Regions from separate parts of the Bos taurus genome. Here region 1 is linked to region 2. Evidence: chromatin contacts called from public Hi-C data. All regions are on one chromosome and are shown on one strand. Each heading gives the region's core, a stretch centred on a gene start, on an enhancer-like site or on the middle of the called end of the contact. The rest is flanking DNA. Distances are from core to core; before and after follow the strand shown. Region 1 has its middle 45 kb from the start of PTPN1. Region 2 has its middle 3.2 kb from the start of CEBPB.

Region 1 (2,769 bases), core at 14-2,513, 280 kb before region 2:
TTCCATTGTCTGAATATCATAATTTTTCTAACCAGTCCCCGATGATACCATGTAGCTGATTCCAGTGTTTGACTGCGGCAAACAATGCTGCAATTAGTATTCCTTTCACAGGAGTCTTTCCATGTATGCGGATCTATTTCCGTAGGGATGAATTCTTAGCCCCTGAACTGCCCAGTCATAGGGCAGGTGCATTTTTAAATTTTAACACTTATTGTCTAAATGCTTTCTGAGGTCATGCCTACCAACTGACATTCAGGGCAATGACTGACGTGAGCCCTGGTTTCCCCACACTCCAGCCAACACCAACTATTATCTGACCGCTCCATCTTGGCCTTGCCGATAGGGGAAAAGTGTGTTCACCGTGGTTGTAATCCCCATAGTCTTCCTTTACGTTGGGAATTAAAACACATATCTAAAGGCCATTTGTGTCTCTTTTCTGGTAGTAAAGCATTCCCATCCTTTGCCTATATTTCTATCGGATAATTGTCTCTTCATCTGCAAGAGCTCTTTATATACTAAGAAAATTAGGTCTTTGTTTCTCACAGATGTTACACATGTATGTATTCTGAAATCCAGGTATGTCACCAGAAATCCCCTTCTGCACCATGTTTTTCAGGCCTGAGATTATTTGACAATATGTTGTGGATCCCGTTCCATATAGTAAATGTGCCTGTGAAGCAAAATTATTTTTTAAATTTATTTTTAATTGGAAGACAATTCCTTTATAACGTTGAGCTGATTTCTGTTAACGACAGTGTGAATCGGCATAAGTATACATGTCTCCCTTCCCTCTTGAAGCTCCCACCCCGCATCACATCCCACCCCTCTAGCAAAACTATTTGAGAATTATTTAAAAATCATTCTGGTACATTGGAAGCTCATCCCCATGGCTCTGGATGTAGGTGAACACCCGTGTCAGAGAGGAGGATTATGAAGCATCCAGTAGGCGCCATCTGTCTATGCATGTTACGTAATATAATCCTACCCACAACACTGGCGTAACATCATACCCATTTTACAGCTGAGGAAACTGAGGTCCAGAGGGGTCAAGGATTTGTTCAAGGTCTCCCTGCTGCTCTGTGGGAGAGCTGGGATCCAAACCCATGTCATTTTGTCTCCTAAGCCTTTGCTACCATCTTTCACGACCTTAAATCTCCACATTCCCACTGAGTCTGGATGAAGACGGCCCTGGGGTCAGTCCCTATTCCCCACTACCACTCCAGGCTGCAGAGCTTCGTGCAGTTTCGGTATGAAGCCACTGGGAGGCGCTAGGGACACACCCTTGTCTAACTAGCCACAGCCTGGAAGGGACGCACTGTGGCAGCCTGAGTCGTTAGGCATTGCCGAATGGCCCGGGTCTAGAACCCCTGTTGTACAGGTCACACAAAGCAACCAAAGTCAGTCCTGGCTCACACACAGAGAGTTTCACACGTGGGAACTCATTAATACCCGGAGGTGGGAACTGACTCCATCTCTGCCTTAGAGACGGGGAGACTGAGGCACAGAGAGGCTCGGTGACTTGCCCAAGGCCGCGCAGCCAGCAGCCCCGGGGCCGGGACCCGGTCCTCAGGCCCCAGCACCTGTGCCCTCAAGCACTGTATTCTGCGGTCCCTCAGGAAAGCACGCACTGTGTACGCCTCAGATCCATAGGGACATTCTCTCCTTCCACAAACAAGTAACGTCTCTCCCAGTTTTCCTTCTATGTGTTTTCATTTCCCCACTTTTGATGGCAACTCGGGTACACGAGATTTTTCATTTTCATTGCAATTATACTATGAGAAGAACACCAGCCTGAAGTGCCGTAATAAATGGCAGCCGACGCCCGCCCTCAACACCAGAGATGCGCTGGGGAGCAGTGGAGACTGCGGTCCCAGGTGGCTCAGCTCTGTCAGTCCTGGCACGTTGCTTCCTGGCACATGAGCTGGCCCAATTTTGCAAGGATGGTATCCTTGCTCAGGTGTGTCCGACTCTTGGCAACTCCATGGACTATAGCCCTCCAGGCTCCTCTATCCACGGGATTCTCCAGGCAAGAATACTGGAGTGTGTTGCCATGCCCTCCTCCAAGGGATCTTCCCAACTCAGGAATTGAACCCAGGTCTCCTGTATTTGCAGGCAGATTCTTTGCCATTATTACGGCACCTCAGGCAAGTGTTCATCTGAGCCACCAGGGAAGCCCGAGCATACTGCAGTAGGTAGCCGGTCCCTTCTCCAGGGGATCTTCCTATTCCAGGAATTGAACAGGGGTCTCCTGCATTGCAGGCAGATTCTTTACCAGCTGAGCTGTCAGGGAAACCAGAGATCCAGATTTCTAATGTGAAATTTCCTAATTTTAAAATAGTGAAAGTGAAAGTCGCCCAGTCGTTGCTGACTCTTTGCAACCCCATGGACTATAGTCCATGGAGTTCTCCAGGCCAGAATACTGGAGTGGGTAGCCTTTCCCTTTACTAGAATTTTAAAATAATGACAATTAATTAAAAAATTAAAAACCCTGAGATGGCCAAAACAAAACATGTCTGAAGCCTGATTTGGCTTGAGAGCGGCCGGTCTTCAAGCTTCCTGAAGGGTGCATTCAAGGACCAGGAACAAACAGGCATCCTCTTAGCGCCCTTGGCCTCTCATGATCATTTAATTAATTCTTTTACCTATTCAGCCATACATTCATTCCTGCATGCATTCCACCCACCCATTCACCCATCGATATCCATGCATCCATCATCCATCCTTTTATTCATTCGTTTCGCCCACCTACTCACCCATCCATTCATCCAT
Region 2 (2,700 bases), core at 33-2,532:
GTACGTGGTGAGCAGAGGGTCCGGCGCCCACCAGTGTCTCCAGCTTCAATTTCTGACACTCACTTCTATCCCTGGTAAAAATCGCCCGGCTGTGGGGCAACTGCCTAAGATTACAAGGCACCAGTGTATTCTGTCAACTCTCCTGTCCTAAGCAAACATTGGTGAGGGTTTCCAGCTAGCCTCAGTGGTCAACCCCACTAAATGGGTCTGTGGTTAACGTGACCAGGCAGCTGGGAGAAACCAGCAAATCCATCTGTGCGTAGGTCTTGCTCACTCTAAGTACGAGTGTGCACCCACTGTGATTCCCGCTCTTTGAGGCACACCCCTGGCCTCCTCCTGCTTCACCCCATCCTGTTCTCTCTGTCTCTCTCTCTCGTTTCCCAGCTTTTGAACAGACCCTCCCTCTTCCCTGTGAGCCTGCAGCCTGGCGATGCACACGCATACAGTGGGTGTCCCCCATTTATGACATCCCCAAGTCCTCTGGGCACAGCTCTGTCCACAGTGCCCTCATGTGCCGCCTGGAGCACCATCAGAGCCCTCAACCTGTTAACTGTTTCTCCAAGCCCTCTTCAAGGGCCGTCAGATGGCTCGGGTTTAAATTCCTTTAATGCTGCTTCCGAACTGTGAAACCATAAGCAAGTCACTAAACTCCGGCATTCGAGGTGCATGAGCTGGGGGGCAAGGATTCCTCCAGGCAGGGCCCAGGACTTGGGTGGGGGCTGAGGTTACCAACCAGGCTTTCATCCCCAAGCTTTCCCCAGAGACTTCGGAGCCGAACTTGGCTAACTGGCTCCACCCTTGTTCTTCCTGAGCAGTAACCCCGCTACCATAGGCCTCAGTTTACTTTTGTCAAACCAGTGTAGCCCCTTCCCCGGGTGCTTGTGTCAATGATAGGAGGGTCTGAGTGTGTGAACAGTGACACTCCACACTCGCTGTGCAGCAGCGCTCAGGAAACAGGAGCTTGGGGCCACTCTCTGCCCAGACTTCTTGCCTCTCACCTCCTTTGCATCCTCTGGTGACAAAAAATGGGTGAGAAGTGGCAGTAACCAGCCAACTCTTCACGAATGAAGGAGCGAGGATTGGAGAGGTTCCCTCCTAAATGGCGACTTCCTCCCCCCACCCCCCGAGCCAAAGACTGAGCTACCTCATTCCCGAGGTCAGCCCCCCACCCACTCTGCCCCTCAGCAGGTAAATCCCAGAGGCAGGAGCTGATGTGCTGGTGCTGGTACTGAGCGGACTTTGACACTGCGGCTTCCCATCAGTCTTCCGGCTGCCCAGGGCCTAAGTTACGTGTGCCCAGCGCCCAGGCGACAAGCGGGGTTAGGGCTGCCCAGGGCCTAAGTTACGTGTGCCCAGTGCCCAGGCGACAAGCGGGGCTAGGGAGGTGGCGTTTGCTTTGGTCCTTGGCTCCGTAACGGTGGGGGCTGAGTGTCTGTTTCCCACAGGCTTCCACGGGGAGGGGGGGAAACATCCAGGCACCCAAAGGGCAATGGAGAGGAAGCACATTGCCCCTTCTCAAACCACGGTATCACCAACTGCTCCTGAGATCCCAGGTCCTCAGCAAACTCATCTACAAAGCCCCCCTATTCCACCCTCCCTCAACCCCTGAATTCCTAAAGCAGGGCTCCCCCCACAAACATATTTCTCACCCTTACGGGTGTGACAGCCAAAAGGCAGATTCACAGCTCTGAAAGCAGGCCATGTAATGGTAGCAACCTCTTTGAAGGTGGCTGTGAGATTTAAATGAGATGGGCAGGTCCAGGGCTTACTGGACACTGGCCCCTGGCGAGCGCTGGCCACACTCGCGCTGCGCTGAAGATTCAAGTGCCAAATGCCAGGAGCCTCCCAGCGAAAAATAATAACAAGAGCAAACGCTTATATAACACCTCCTGCATGCCAGGCACCGTGGGACGCTGTAGGGGTATCCACAAACCCCTCCGTCTACATCCTCAACTCTCAGGAATGCCATCCAGGGCTGGAACGGGGGTGCAGGAGCCATGCAAAGGGGCAGGCAGGAGTGTAGCAGGGGGCAGGGAAGACGCAGCCTTGCCCGGGGCCATTTCTGTCACAGGGAATCAGGGACGGCAGTCCTGGGTTCACACCTGGGCTCAGCGTCCTTGAGCAGGTAAGCCTAGGCCTCAGTGTCCACCGTAGGTACAAGCAGGACAGGTGGTGCTAGGAAAAGGAGTGAACGTATAGGAACCCTTCCCCCGCCTCCCCAACAGAGCCCGATTCTGGATTCTCCCCTCCCTCTGGCCAGAACACACAAACACAAGCTCACCCACACACCCAGGCTACTCTCTTAAAAATATACATACGCACACACACTATTTTCTAAACACCCTGCCCGGCTTCACTTTCGAAATAGTCTGCTCCGACTTGGGTTCAGTAGGACCAAGACCTGTACCCCTTCTCTTTCAGAGTCACAGTCCCGTGGACTGGGTCCCCAAGCACTGTGCAGAGATCAGAACCCGCCAAGCCCCTCCAAACCCAAGCCCTGCACTCAGGACCAGCCGGAGGCCCTGCAGGCCCTCCCCAAGCAGGGCTCCTAGTCACTCCTCCCCAGCACTCAGCGGGACTGAGTCACCCTGAAAGCCTGACCCAGCACTCCTCTGCCCCTCCCCCGAGCCAGGCCTGATACCCCGATCTCCAAGCACAGGCCCTGGGGGCGGGGCTGGGGGGCGGGAGTAGCAGAGGAGA

What was found. Hi-C and Micro-C count contacts between places; a contact is called where the count stands out from the background.
Region 1: a contact with region 2 is called in a Hi-C map of liver, with 2.1 times the contacts expected there. The contact joins two enhancer-like sites. A contact is called at or near these places in 5 of 11 Hi-C or Micro-C datasets (blastocyst, liver, skeletal muscle and 2 more).

Annotation. Positions count from the first base shown.
Region 1 is chr13:78,487,910-78,490,678 of ARS-UCD2.0, reverse strand. No RefSeq gene overlaps it. Among named protein-coding and RNA genes, the nearest start is that of PTPN1, 45 kb to the left of the region's middle. Within about 2 kb of position 1,263, at least 14 of the 102 cell types and tissues checked have an H3K27ac peak or open chromatin away from gene starts, as enhancers often do. A contact at or near this core is called in liver, where this site is marked.
Region 2 is chr13:78,207,648-78,210,347 of ARS-UCD2.0, reverse strand. No RefSeq gene overlaps it. Among named protein-coding and RNA genes, the nearest start is that of CEBPB, 3.2 kb to the right of the region's middle. Within about 2 kb of position 1,282, at least 6 of the 102 cell types and tissues checked have an H3K27ac peak or open chromatin away from gene starts, as enhancers often do. A contact at or near this core is called in liver, where this site is marked.